2 separate regions of the Zea mays genome follow, and region 1 is linked to region 2. A link is a contact called in public Hi-C data. All regions are on one chromosome and are shown on one strand. Each heading gives the region's core, a stretch centred on a gene start, on an enhancer-like site or on the middle of the called end of the contact. The rest is flanking DNA. Distances are from core to core; before and after follow the strand shown. Region 1 holds the start of LOC100282939. Region 2 holds the start of LOC100276300 (Cytochrome c oxidase subunit Vib family protein).

What was found. Hi-C and Micro-C count contacts between places; a contact is called where the count stands out from the background.
Region 1: a contact with region 2 is called in a Hi-C map of ear, with 3 times the contacts expected there. The contact joins the promoter of LOC100282939 here to the promoter of LOC100276300 in region 2. A contact is called at or near these places in 10 of 25 Hi-C or Micro-C datasets (ear, endosperm, leaf and 2 more).

Annotation. Positions count from the first base shown.
Region 1 is chr1:216,484,950-216,491,890 of Zm-B73-REFERENCE-NAM-5.0, forward strand. LOC100282939 reads left to right here and starts at 5,640. Exons shown (of 6, transcript NM_001155844.1): 1 at 5,640-5,960; 2 at 6,058-6,198; 3 at 6,692-6,832. The coding sequence starts at 5,856.
Region 2 is chr1:216,352,237-216,359,252 of Zm-B73-REFERENCE-NAM-5.0, forward strand. It overlaps LOC100276300 (Cytochrome c oxidase subunit Vib family protein), which reads right to left and starts at 2,496. Exons shown (of 3, transcript NM_001150123.1): 1 at 2,369-2,496; 2 at 2,079-2,216; 3 at 1,653-1,974. The coding sequence starts at 2,467. The coding sequence ends at 1,858.

The DNA of each region.
Region 1 (6,941 bases), core at 4,390-6,889, 140 kb after region 2:
TTAATGTTGATGTTATTCATGATCACCTAGCTTTAATTAAAAAAACAAAATGATCACATAGCTCAACTTAATGCCAAAATTAATGAGCATGACTTAGAAAATGAAAAATTTAAATTTGCTAGAAGCATGCTTTATAGTGGGAGACGCCCTGGCATCAAGGATGGCATTGGCTTCCAAAAGGGAGACAATGTCAAACTTAACGCCCCTCCTAAAATATTATCTAACTTTGTTAAGGGCAAGGCTACCATGCCTCAGGATAACGAGGGTTACATTTTGTACCCTGCCGGTTATCCCGAGCACAAAATTAGAAGAATTCACTCTAGGAAGTCTCACTCTGGCCCTAATCATGCTTTTATGTATAAGGGTGAGACATCTAGCTCTAGGCAATCAACCCGTGCTAAATTGCCTAAGAAGAAAACTCCTATTGCATCAAATGACTCTAACATTTCATTTAAAACTTTTGATGCATCTTATGTTTTGACTAACAAATCCGGCAAGGTAGTTGCCAAGTATGTTGGGGGCAAACACAAGGGATCAAAGACTTGTGTTTGGGTACCCAAAGTTCTTGTATCTAATGTCAAAGGACCCAAAACCGTTTGGGTACCTAAAATCAAGAACTAAATTTGTTTTGTAGGTTTGTGCATCCGGGGGCTCAAGTTGGATCATCGATAGCGGGTGCACAAACCACATGACAGGGGAGAAGAAGATGTTCTCCTCTTATGAGAAAAACCAAGATCCCCAACGAGCTATCACATTTGGGGATGGGAATCAAGGTTTGGTCAAAGGATTGGGTAAAATTGTTATATCACCTGACCATTCCATCTCCAATGTTTTTCTTGTAGATTCTTTAGATTATAACTTGCTTTCAGTTTCGCAATTATGTAAAATGGGTTACAACTGTCTTTTTACGGATATAGGTGTTACTGTCTTTAGAAGAAGTGATGATTCAGTAGCATTTAAGGGAGTGTTAGAGGGTCAGCTATACTTAGTAGATTTTGATAGAGCTGAACTCGACACTTGCTTAATTGCTAAGACTAACATGGGCTGGCTCTGGCATCGCCGACCAGCACATGTTGGAATGAAGAATCTTCACAAGCTTCTAAAGGGAGAATACATTTTGGGACTAACAAATGTTCATTTTGAGAAAGACAGGGTTTGTAACGCATGTCAGGCAGGGAAGCAAGTTGGTGTTCATCATCCATACAAGAACATCATGACGACTGACAGGCCACTCGAGCTCCTACACATGGATCTATTCGGCCCGATTGCTTACATAAGCATCGGCGGGAGTAAGTACTGTCTAGTTATTGTGGACGACTATTCTCGCTTCACTTGGGTGTTCTTTTTGCAGGAAAAATCTCATACCCAAGAGACCTTAAAGGGATTCTTGAGACGGGCTCAAAACGAGTTCGGCTTAAGGATCAAGAAAATAAGAAGCGACAACGGGACGGAGTTCAAGAACTCACAAATCGAAGGCTTCCTTGAGGAGGAGGGCATCAAGCATGAGTTCTCTTCTCCCTACACGCCACAACAAAATGGTGTAGTGGAGAGGAAGAATAGAACTCTATTGGACATGGCAAGAACCATGCTTGATGAGTACAAGACTTCGGATCGGTTTTGGGCCGAGGTGGTCAACACCGCTTGCTACGCCATCAACCGGTTATATCTACACCGAATCCTCAAGAAGACATCGTATGAACTCCTAACCGGTAAAAAGCCCAATGTTTCATATTTTAGAGTCTTTGGTAGCAAATGTTTTATTCTTGTTAAAAGAGGTAGAAAATCCAAATTTGCTCCTAAGGCTGTAGAAGGCTTTTTACTAGGATATGATTCAAACACAAGGGCATATAGAGTCTTTAACAAGTCTTCTGGACTAGTTGAAGTTTCTTGTGACATTGTGTTTGATGAGACTAACGGCTCTCAAGTAGAGCAAGTTGATCTTGATGAGCTAGATGATGAAGAGGCTCCGTGCGTCGCGCTAAGGAACATGTCCATTGGGGATGTGTGTCCTAAGGAATTCGAAGAGCCTCCACAAACACAAGATCAACCATCTTCCTCCATGCAAGCATCTCCACCAACTCAAAATGAGGATGTGGCTCAAGATAATGAAGGAGAAGATCAAGAGGATGAGCCACCTCAAGAGGAGAGCAATGATCAAGGGGGAGATGTCCATGATCAAGATAAGGAAGGTGAACAAGTTCCAAGGCCGCCACACCCAAGAGTCCACCAAGCAATTCAACGAGATCACCCCGTGAACACCATCCTCGGCGACATTCAAAAGGGGGTAACTACTCGATCTCGTGTTGCTCATTTTTGTGAACATTATTCTTTTGTTTCCTCTATTGAGCCACACAGGATAGAGGAAGCACTTCAAGATTCGGATTGGGTGGTGGTGATGCAAGAGGAGCTCAACAACTTCACTAGGAATGAGGTATGGCATTTAGTTCCACGTCCTAACCAAAATGTTGTAGGAACCAAGTGGGTTTTCCGCAACAAGCAAGATGAGCATGGTGTGGTGACAAGGAACAAAGCCCGACTTGTGGCCAAGGGATATTCACAAGTCGAAGGTTTGGATTTCGGTGAAACCTATGCACCCGTAGCTAGGCTTGAATCAATTCGCATTTTACTTGCCTATGCTACTTACCATGGCTTTAAGCTTTACCAAATGGATGTGAAAAGTGCCTTCCTCAATGGACCAATCAAGGAGGAGGTCTATGTTGAGCAACCTCCCGGCTTTGAAGATAGTGAGTATCCTAACCACATATATAAACTCTCTAAGGCGCTTTATGGGCTCAAACAAGCTCCAAGAGCATGGTATGAATGCCTAAGAGATTTTCTTATCACTAATGGCTTCAAAGTCGGAAAGGCCGATCCTACTCTATTTACTAAAACACTTGCAAACGATTTGTTTGTATGCCAAATTTATGTTGATGATATTATATTTGGGTCCACTAACGAATCTACATGTGAGGAATTTAGTAGGATCATGACACAAAAATTCGAGATGTCTATGATGGGGGAGTTGAAGTACTTCTTGGGATTTCAAGTGAAGCAACTCCAAGAGGGCACCTTCATTAGCCAAACGAAGTATATTCAAGACATTCTCACCAAGTTTGGGATGAAGGATGCCAAGCCCATCAAGACACCCATGGGAACAAATGGGCATCTCGACCTCGACACGGGAGGTAAATCCGTAGATCAAAAGGTATACCGGTCGATGATAGGTTCTTTGCTCTATTTATGTGCTTCACGACCGGACATTATGCTTTCTGTATGCATGTGTGCAAGATTCCAAGCCGACCCTAAGGAAGCTCACCTTAGGACCGTAAAATGAATCTTGAGATATTTAGTTTATACTCCTAAGTTTGGCCTTTGGTACCCTAGGGGATCCACATTTGATTTAATTGGTTATTCGGATGCCGATTGGGCGGGGTGTAAAATTAATAGAAAGAGCACATCGGGGACTTGCCAGTTCTTGGGAAGGTCTCTGGTGTCTTGGGCTTCAAAGAAGCAAAATTCTGTAGCTCTTTCTACCGCCGAAGCCGAGTATATTGCCGCAGGCCATTGTTGCGCGCAATTACTTTGGATGAGGCAAACCCTTAGGCAAAGTCAGCCAAAGTGTGCCCTGGTCTGGCGCACCGGACTGTCCGGTGCACCACCGGACATTGTCCGGTGCACCAGGGACTCTAACTCCGAACTGCTCACCTTCGGGAATTCTGGAGGCCGCTCCGCTATAATTCACCGGACTGTCCGGTGTAGCACCGGACAGTGTCCGGTGGCGCACCGGACTGTCCGGTGTGCCAGCGGAGCAACGGCTACTTCGCGCCAACGGTCGTCTGCAAAAGGCATTAAATGCGCTACAGTGCGCGCCAGAGTCAGAGTAGAAGCAGATGACGCACCGGACACTGAACAGTGCCTGTCCGGTGCACCAACGGACTGTCCGGTGGCCCAGAAGACAAAAGCTCCAACGGTCGGAATCCAACGGCTTGGTGACGTGGCAGTCGCACCGGACTGTCCGGTGCGTCATGCGACAGCAGCCTTCACCAAACGGCTAGTTTGGTGGTTGGGGCTATAAATACCCCCAACCACCCACCATTCATTGCATCCAAGTTTTCTGACTTCCCACACCTTACAAGAGCTATAGCATTCAATAACACCAAAGAGATCAAATCCTCTCCCAAGTACACAAATCATTCCAAATCAAATAGTGACTAGTGAGAGAGTGACTTGTGTTCATTTGAGCTCTTGCGCTTGGATTGCTTCTTTTTCTCATTCTTTCTTGTGATCAACTCAATTGTAACCGAGGCAAGAGACACCAATTGTGTGGTGGTCCTTGCGGGGACTTTGTGTCCCGTTTGATTGAGAAGAGAATCTCACTCAGTCTAAGTGACCGTTTGAGAGAGGGAAAGAGTTGAAAGAGACCCGGTCTTTGTGACCACCTCAACGGGGAGTAGGTTTACAAGAACCGAACATCGGTAAAACAAATCCTTGTGTCTCACTCTTTATTTGCTTGCGATTTGTTTTTCACCCTCTCTCTCGGACTCGTTCATATTTCTAACGCTAACCCGACTTGTAGTTGTGCTTAAGTTTATAAATTTCAGATTCGCCCTATTCACCCCCCTCTAGGCAACTTTCACCCTCCACTGAAGATGTGCCACAGGCCTTGGCGACGCTTGACAGGAAGATCGAATGCGGCTTTACCGATGTGCCAATAGATTGTAGTGATATACATGTTTCTTTTTGCAAAAGGGCATCTAGCATAATGGATAAAGCTTTCGAGTAACATCTTTAGGTCCCGGGTTCGATCCTCCTTGAGGATGAATTTTGGGCTTAGTTAAAAAAAATCCTTCCCGCTCTCGAGGATCGTGAGTAGGCAGTTGATCGACCCATTAGTGATGGTCGCCAACAAATTGTAGATTTGCAGCGATATACATGTTTCTTTTCAATTAAAAGAAAAAAAGAACGAGGGTAGTCACGGGAAGTTGACAAGTTGTTGAGAAAAAAATGATACTCTATCCGTTCCAAAATAATAGTTGTTTTAGCTTTGAGTTTTGGTGTCTATATTTAAATGGATAAAGATAGATCTAGACACATATAGTATTATATAAATTTACTGAGTAGGTATTTGGTTTGAGCAATCACTCCATCCAAGATAAGATGATGCATCATGATTCTATTCCTTAAGAGTGTGTTTGGTTTGAGGAATGAAGTGATCCATCTTCTTCTCACTCCTCACTTTTTTATTTGGTTTGTGGAATAGAATGGGTTAATCCATCACCACCTCATTTCTCATAAGCTAATAATTAGTATATACATGAGGAGTGAGTTGATTCCACCAAAATTGATGAAATGAACTTATGATGCATCATTTCATGAAACATAGAGTGACTTCACAAACCAAACACACCATAAATTTGGTGGAATGATTATATTCCTTATTTTAGTACTAACTATTAGACATAAGGTGTCGATGAATCAAATCATTTCATTTCATAAACCAAACAAAAAATGATGAGTGAAAAAATAATGGACTAGTTTATTTCTCAAACTAAACACCCTATAAATTATTAACACGAATTTTATTTTGGTACGTAGTGAACTTTAAATTTTATAAGGACCGCTGTGGAAGGTAGGAAAAGAAACAGAAATCTAGCTTAAGCATCCGGCTCGCACGCACCGACGCGCGACGCACGAGACCGACCACCTTCCTCCGCCCCACCACTCCCCCCGCGCGCGCCGTGCGATCACCGCCGGCCCCCGCCCTCACCCTGGCCGCCTTGAGGAAAAGCAAGGCCAACGCCTTCTCCTCCTCCTCCTCCTCTCCACCGAGGTCGCGCCGCGCGATTGCCGTCACGATGGCCGCGTCGCTGCTCGTGCTCGCCGTGGCGTTCCTGGTTGGCGCTGGCCACGGCGGCATCGATGGGGGTGCAGCAGCTCACATGGAGGTAGAGGGCTCTGAGGTGCGCATCCAGGACCAGAACTCGGACCTTAAGATCTGCCGTAGAGGCTATGAGTTTGGGTGCAATTCTGATCTAAGATCTCCGGGGGCATTTGCAGGTGACCTACGGGAGTGTGATTAAGCTGTTGCATGAGAAGACAAAGCACCGTCTGCACTCACATGATGTGCCGTACGGCTCAGGCAGCGGTCAGCAGTCTGTCACCGGCTTTCCTGAAGGCGATGACTCAAATAGCTACTGGGTGCTTATCCTTTTCACTATCTAGCTCTTACCGGTTCATAAAACAATTTTGTCCTGTTCACTCCTTATGATGCGTTCAGATTTCAGATAGTAGCATTGAATTGAGTTTATCGATCATTGCATTCTTGTTCAGAATGCAATTTTCTGATCAGTTTGTTTGTATTTACTATTTAGGGTGCAAGAACAGTCCTATTGTTTTCAAGAGCGAGCTAATTTATGCTGAGATTAGCAAGAAAATAAGATATCTTTGAAAATATAGTGGTAGTCCTTTGATGAAACAAGTGAACACGCACAGAAAAAAAATTCTTATTGCAAATCTTATACTTTTTTATTTTCTGAATCGCTGAATTAATGGCTATTTGTTACAACAGTCACAGTTTGCTTCATATATAATTTCAATTCAAATAGTCAACTAACAAATGAGTAGTGTTTCATTCAATGCTTCTCACTTCTCAGGATCTAGGTCTGAATTGGTAGGTTCGTATTGAATGCAGATCATAAAGCCTACTCCAGATTCATCGTCTAAGCAAGGTGATTCCATTCAAACTGGTGGCATCATCAAGTTGCAACACATGAAGACTCGGAGGTGGTTGCACAGTCACCTGCACGCTTCACCGTTATCTGGTAACCTTGAGGTTAGTTTGATATCAATCTCCCATGTTGTAACATTCATTAGAATTACATATTCTGCACATCCTTTGAACTCACATCGAAATGATAGTGTTTCTGATGTTCTGGAGTTAT
Region 2 (7,016 bases), core at 1,246-3,745:
GTTTAGACATGTCCACCAGAAAACTCTAAAGACACCCATACGTAGTGGGATCCTAAAGTGTGATAGCAATAGAAAGAGAGACAAAGAAAGACCAGGTTGACATGAGAAGGGGCAATAAAATGAGACTTCAAATAATGTAATATACCCAATGATTTAGTCTTCAATAGAAGTGTATGTAGAACAGCTATTCATATGTCTCAAACTTGACTGGTCTATGTTGGGTTTCTACTCTATCCTAACTCAACTTGCTTCGGACTTTTTTTAACGAACGCGCAGGAGAACTTCACATCTTTATATAATATAGGGAAAGAACAAAGGGCTTACAAAGCAGGGAACCTGCTAAAACTAAGCCAAAACCGAAGCCTAATCAGAGGGAGTGCTAGATAGCAATTGAACCGGCTACATTCAAGGTCCTAGCTAAGCCTAGGGACCCCAGACTCTTAGCACCAGCCATAACCCAACACACTAATTCATCTAGGAAACTCCTTTGAAGTCTTCACAAGGAACTTGCTTCAGACTAAAAGTCTTTGTCATTGTTGTTGAATAAATCACCACGCAGTGTTATTGATTATGAATGAAAATACATAGAACCCTCAACGGAATACTCAATCTATAACAGTCCATGTATGCTTAACTGAACAACTTAACGAGGCACAATAAATGCAGTGACCTAAAAGGCAAGTCACTATGTGCAAAAATCAGTTCAAAGGACTTTAGAAAACTACAAGGGCTAATGCATAAATAAAGTAGTTACAGGAAACAGAATGGCTAGAAATGGCGATTGAACAACAATCCACTTTTGTGAAAACTGGTTGGCACTTAAAATCCTTATGGAATCTGTATGGACTAGAAGATGTCAATTGATAACACTACAAGGGAATGAAGCACCAGTGCATGTCCCAGTAAGGTCTTAATGTTGTCAGAACGTTTTGGTTATTATCATGTTTCAGTCACTGTTTGTAATTGTCCTATTTCACAGGGCAAACAAGAATTTCTATATCATCGTAGGAACTTCACAAGTATGAAATCATATTTTAGAAGAGCTATAAACACAACAAAAGATTGTGGATAATAGGCAGCAGTGTTATTAAAACTACGTTTAAACGATGTTTAAACTACGTTTAAACGTCAAAACTCTAATTAGAGGTTGAAACCACGTTTTAGCATTTTGGCGTTCTAAACTGTAAAACGCAGTGTTTTATGCATTTTAGACCATTAGCTACTTTTGGGCCCAGTCTATTAGTTACTTTTGGGGTTCAATCCAACTCATGGGTGAAGTTTTGGTAAGCCAGTAACCTCTCTGTTTTGGTATTTAACTTCATATTATTGTCTGAAATTATGATGTATTGGTATTTTTCCTATGTTGTTTAAAACTACGTTTAAACAAAGTTTAAACGTTTAAAAGTCAAAATTTCACCCATGAGTGTTCCAACGTTTTAATAACCTAGATAGGCAGAAATACCATCGATAGAATAAACATATTTAAGCTATGATGGTTGACTGCATTCCAGCAACCTGGCAAAAAAATCAATGACACAACAATATCCTTTTACCCCCTGCATTGATCAATTGAAAGTTGAAATAAGGACGAAAGGTTTCAATAAGGATTCTGGCAATCTGCATGCCATCAGAAGAAAAGTAATGCAACTCAATTGCCAATGAGGGATATCCTGATATTGATAAATCCACATACAGATTCGCTCATCCATTAGCATTCAGAGCAATGTACTGGTACACATCACATATGCATCCAGCTAAATGACACAAAGCCTGAAACCAATACTATAGCATCTAGACACCAACGTAGCACTGATCCAATTGAGCTGAATACCAAGATCTGAACCACAGGAAGACTACCTATTGCTTGAAGGTGTAGGGCTGGGGCAGCGACATGGGGCCCCGGCGGTCCCCATCGCCGTCGAGCAACCTCTGCACCCGCTTCTTGGCGCAGTACTGCCGGTCGAAGTGCTTGACCTGCGGATTCACCAATTGCAACGAAACGAAGAGAATGCATGAAGCACGCAAAATCGTGCAGGTCTAAGCGATGACGGCGGCGAGGTGGACCAGAGGGCGCTTACCCAGGTGGGGCGGCAGTTGCTGACGAAGTCGGCGCGGGACTTTTTGCAGTCGGCGGGGTAGAGGAGACCCATGGTGGCGATCTCGGTGGGCTTTTTGTCCGCGTGCTTCTCTATGCACGCGTAGAAGGCATCCCGTGCCTGCGGAGAAGGGGCGAAGAGCCGAGCGCGTCGCCCCGTCAGTAGCGGAAACGGAAAGCCGGAGGGGAGCAGAGAGCTTAGAGGGGGGGGGGGGGGGGGGGGGGGGGGGGGGGGGGGGGGGGGGGGGGGGGGGGGGGGTCTGAGGGATGTACCTTGTAGCAGGCCTCCCGGCCCTTGGCGAGGACGTCGGACATGACGAATCCGTCGGAGTGGTGGTAGTCGTCGACGTCGGCGTCCGCGGCGGTGGTCATCGTCGGCTGCGGAGGCGTGCGGGGGATTTGTTTGGGGCTTTCGCTTGCGGGAGGGGAAAGGACACAGGTGGTGGGCCCTGGGCCGGCCCGACATAGAAACGCGTCTGCTACCACGTGGGCTTGGTGCAATTTCTGCATGTCGTGTGCCCATTGCCCTTCTTCACATGAGCGAGTGAGCGACGGACGGCCCAGGCAAACTCGGCAAGCAGACAGCGCCGCAGACAAGCCTATCCAAAAACGTTACCGATCCATGATGATCCATGTGCAACCGTGCACTGTGCCAGCATTTCATTTTCAGCTGCATCTCCCCGCCTCACTCACTGATCTGCCTGTGTGATTCCCGCCTCACAGCTAGCTGCACGAGCCAGCAGACATCCAAGACTGAAAAAAATGCCGTCGCGGTCGCGGGTCGACACAGAAACGAGCGGTCGCGCATCTTGGTGCCCGATGCGTCCCATTCCATTCCATCATTCCATGGCAGGTGAAGCCATGAAGGCCGCACGGGTAAGGAGATGATGACACATGGACCCAAGTACAATGATTGTGCAATTTTGTAAGGACAATAATTGGAGTGGCCACACCGAGTTAATAACAGAGAGGGACTAGTATTACTCTATGTACTACCCCGCTCTCGGCTTGTCTTCCAGTTATCTTTGTTTTTTCTCTTAAGACCTTGTTCGTTTGTGTCGGATTGCATCTGAAATCGTTACAGCTAATCAAAGTTTATATAAATTAGAGAAACAATTCGGTTAGAAGTTGTTCCGGTCCACCAATCCATGACAACAGAATGGGTCTTAAGGCTTCTTCGGTTCTACCCCAAATCCATACGGATTGAGGATGATTGAGGATGTTTCAATCCTAGTAAGTCCAATTTTTTTCTAATACATATCAATCCGCTCAAATCCATATAGATTGAAAATAACCGAATAAGCCCGTAATGACATTATTGTTGTTGGTCCTCGCATCGCATTTCTTCGTGTGTCTGTCGAATGGTTCGTCCGATGCTTGGTCTGTGCTGCAGGGACATGGCGCGTGAAGCAAGCAGTGTAATGTAACCGATAAGTGAGCTTCTTGACGCAATCCAGCTGGCCGGTTGGCCACATGGACAGAGCCAGGCTCCGACCTGATTCCTGTAGCCCTGGATCATCTGCTGGCCAGTGGCCACAACAGATTGAAGAGGCAGTCCACTTCAGTCTGTTGTGCTTGCGCTTACTCCTACCTGACAGTTTTCCTTTTTTACTGAAAATACACGCTGTATTTTGTTTACTTATTGAATTTCACGTATATATTTCACCGTATAAACTTGTTCGAACCTTTTTTTTATTTCTCGGCAACAAAAATTTATATGGTACTGTATCTCATTTAGGAGCGCCTTGGAAGGAACACACATTGCAAACATGATCGTGTAATTTAAAGAAGGAACAGTTTGTCTGCCCTTCTCAGACATGGGGCTTGACCAGCGTGCCCATTTCATCATCATCATTAAATAAAAAGGGAAGGGAAATCGCCTGCGCTGCGTGAGCACGGCACTGCCTGCATTGATTTGATTCCTGGAGTAATACTATTATATAAACTTGTCGTCTTGTTCTGTGATTGTGTTTGTTGAGGTACCTACCGCATCAGGGCACACTGACCACCGCAGCAGCAGCACGGAGTAATCCTGTACTTTACGAAGCTTGTTTATTTACTTAACAATAAATTGTAAAAGCTTGTGTAGGAATAATGGTGGAAGCATAAGTGCTGAATTTTTAATCTTATATAAAAAAACAGAAAGAGATAAAGCCAATTTAAATAGTCTCTTGTCGTTAGTTTGAAAGAAAGCACGGCGGCGCGACGACCGACGTTAACTCCATTTCTACCCTTTACTGTTTTCTATAATAATCTGATTTTATTTAGCTTGTGTAATAAGTTCGAAATTGAATTCATCAGATCGTATAGATCATAGCTGAGTCAGATCGTATAGGTTTGTCATTAGTCAGTGAAGTTGATAGACGCGATGTGATTTCAGTGGCCCTCTCGTCTCTAGCAACACAAACACTATTTCAGGAGCTTAAGGTAAACTGAACTTGGTTCAGAAACAAAACTCTATAAAGACTGCATAGTCATTTACTAGACAGCAGCAGCAAACAGATTATCGATCATGGTATTAACACTATGCACATACAGGCCAACCTTAAGCCGCCACCACGAACATAACGATGGTTCATCCACTCTAATGATGAGTCTAACCGCGGTTGAAATCGGTCGTTGACGTTCGTGAGCTAGTGGTCGGTACCGATCGGCCTAGCTCTAATGTCACTCAACTGGTCGATGGACCTGTCGACACGTCGGTACAGTCGACACCGACTATATTGGAGCTAAATCGATCATACCAATCGACACTGACTATATTGGAGCTGAACCGATCAGTACCGATCGCTAGTGATCTGAACCGGTCAATACCAACCATATCTAGCCACGTGTCATGCTCTGATTGGTCCACGTTATTTTATAGTCCACTTTTTTAAAAAAACTAAAAATTCAAAAAATGCAATATGATCTATAAATGGAGGGGATGTTTAGATTTATTTATCCTCTCATTCTCTAATTCACCCCTACCATTTTCTATTTCATTCCACCAAACCACTGTCGTTATATCCTCCTCATTCCTAGACAATAAGATGGCTGGAAACAAGGTAATTGATATCGTTGAGTTTGTGATCCAAATTCTGAAGAAGGTGGCCAAGTTGGCGAGCGAAGCGGAGGCCCGTCGCCGGGAGGCTTGGGCCGGAGCGCAGCTCTAAGGGCTTTCAGAGGTCTCAATATGATAGTTGTGTTTATCTAAAATTTGTTAATGGATCACCTACATATTTGCTGCTATATGTTGATGATATGTTGATTGCTGCCAAGAGCATGAAGGAAATCACTGCTTTAAAGGCACAGCTTGCGAAAGGGCCTCTAGCTGAGTTGGTTAGGTGGTCTGATTAGCACTCCTCAGGTCCTGGGTTCGACTCCCCGTGGGAGCGAATTTCAGGCTGTGGTTAAAAAAATCCCCTCGTCTGTCCCACGCCAAAGCACAGGTCTAAGGCTCAGCCCCGGTCGTGGTCGTTCTCACATGGGCTTCGATGCCGTTGTGTATGGGTGGGGCAGGGGTTCGGGGGTTTTCTTGACCTGTGTGAGAAGGTCTTCTTCTTAATACAATGCCCGGGGGCTGTCTTACCCCTGCAGGTCAAGTTTTTTTAAAGGCACAGCTTAGTAGCGAATTTGATATGAAGGATCTGGGTGCTGCAAAGAAAATCCTTGGCACAGAGATAGTCAGGGATAGGAAGTCTGGACTGTTGTACTTGAGCCAGAAGAACTATATTGAGAAGGTCCTTCGTCGTTTCAACATGCAAAATACTAAACCTGTGAGTACTCCGTTGGCTCCTCATTTTAAACTGTCTGCTAAACAGTGTGCTGAAACTGATGCTGAGCTTGAATATATGTCAAAAATTCCATACTCTAGTGTTGTTGGGTCACTCATGTATGCTATGGTTTGTTCTCGTCCTGATTTGTCTCATGCTATAAGCGTTGTTGCTAGATACATGTCTAATCCTGGTAAAGAGCATTGGAAAGTTGTTCAGTGGATTTTCAGATATCTACGTGGTTCTTCTAGTGCTTGTTTATGTTTTGGTAAATCTGAAGATGGTCTGATTGGCTATGTTGATTCAGATTATGGTGGTGATTTAGACAGGAGAAGATCTCTTTCAGGTTATGTCTTTACTATTGGAGATTGTGCTGTGAGTTGGAAAGCTCGTTTACAGGATACTGTTGCTTTGTCTACCACAGAAGCTGAGTATATGGCAATTGCAGAAGTTACTAAGGAAGCCTTATGGTTGAAAGGTATATATTCAAAGCTATGTGGAATTAAGTCTTGCATTACCATCTATTGTGATAGCCAGAGTGCCATTCATCTCACCAAAGATCAGATGATTACTGAGAAATCCAAACATATTGATATTCGTTATCACTTCATTCGTGATATCATTGAAAAAGGGTTGGTGAAGGTATGCAAAATCAGTACTGATAATAATCCAGCTGATATGATGATGAAGCATGTTTCTGTTGCTAAGTTTGAGCTATGCTCAAACTTAGTTGGTATTATAAATTAGCCCTTAGTGGCTGTTGGCGCCGGCAAGATGATGATGCATTTGTTTAAGGTGGAGGTTGCTATTATGATGCTACAAGGAATTTGTCTCAAGGTGGAGTTTGTTGAGTTTGTGATCCAAATTCTGAAGAAGGCGGCCAAGTTGGCGAGCGAAGCGGAGGCCCGTCGCCGGGAGGCTTGGGCTTTGTAAGCCGCAGGAGATATCTATCTCAATTGTAAATCTCCTGCGATCTGTAACCACCCGAAAATAGTGAGAAGTTGCCGGCCGGCGCCCGTAGTTTTTTCCCCTTCACTTTGGAGGGGTTTTCCACGTTAAATCTGTGTCTTCTCTGTGATTGATCCTATTTATGTCGCATTCATTTACAACAGATATGTTGCATCAAGCTATGATGGATGCAACGATAAAAGCTAGGCTCCGGGTAT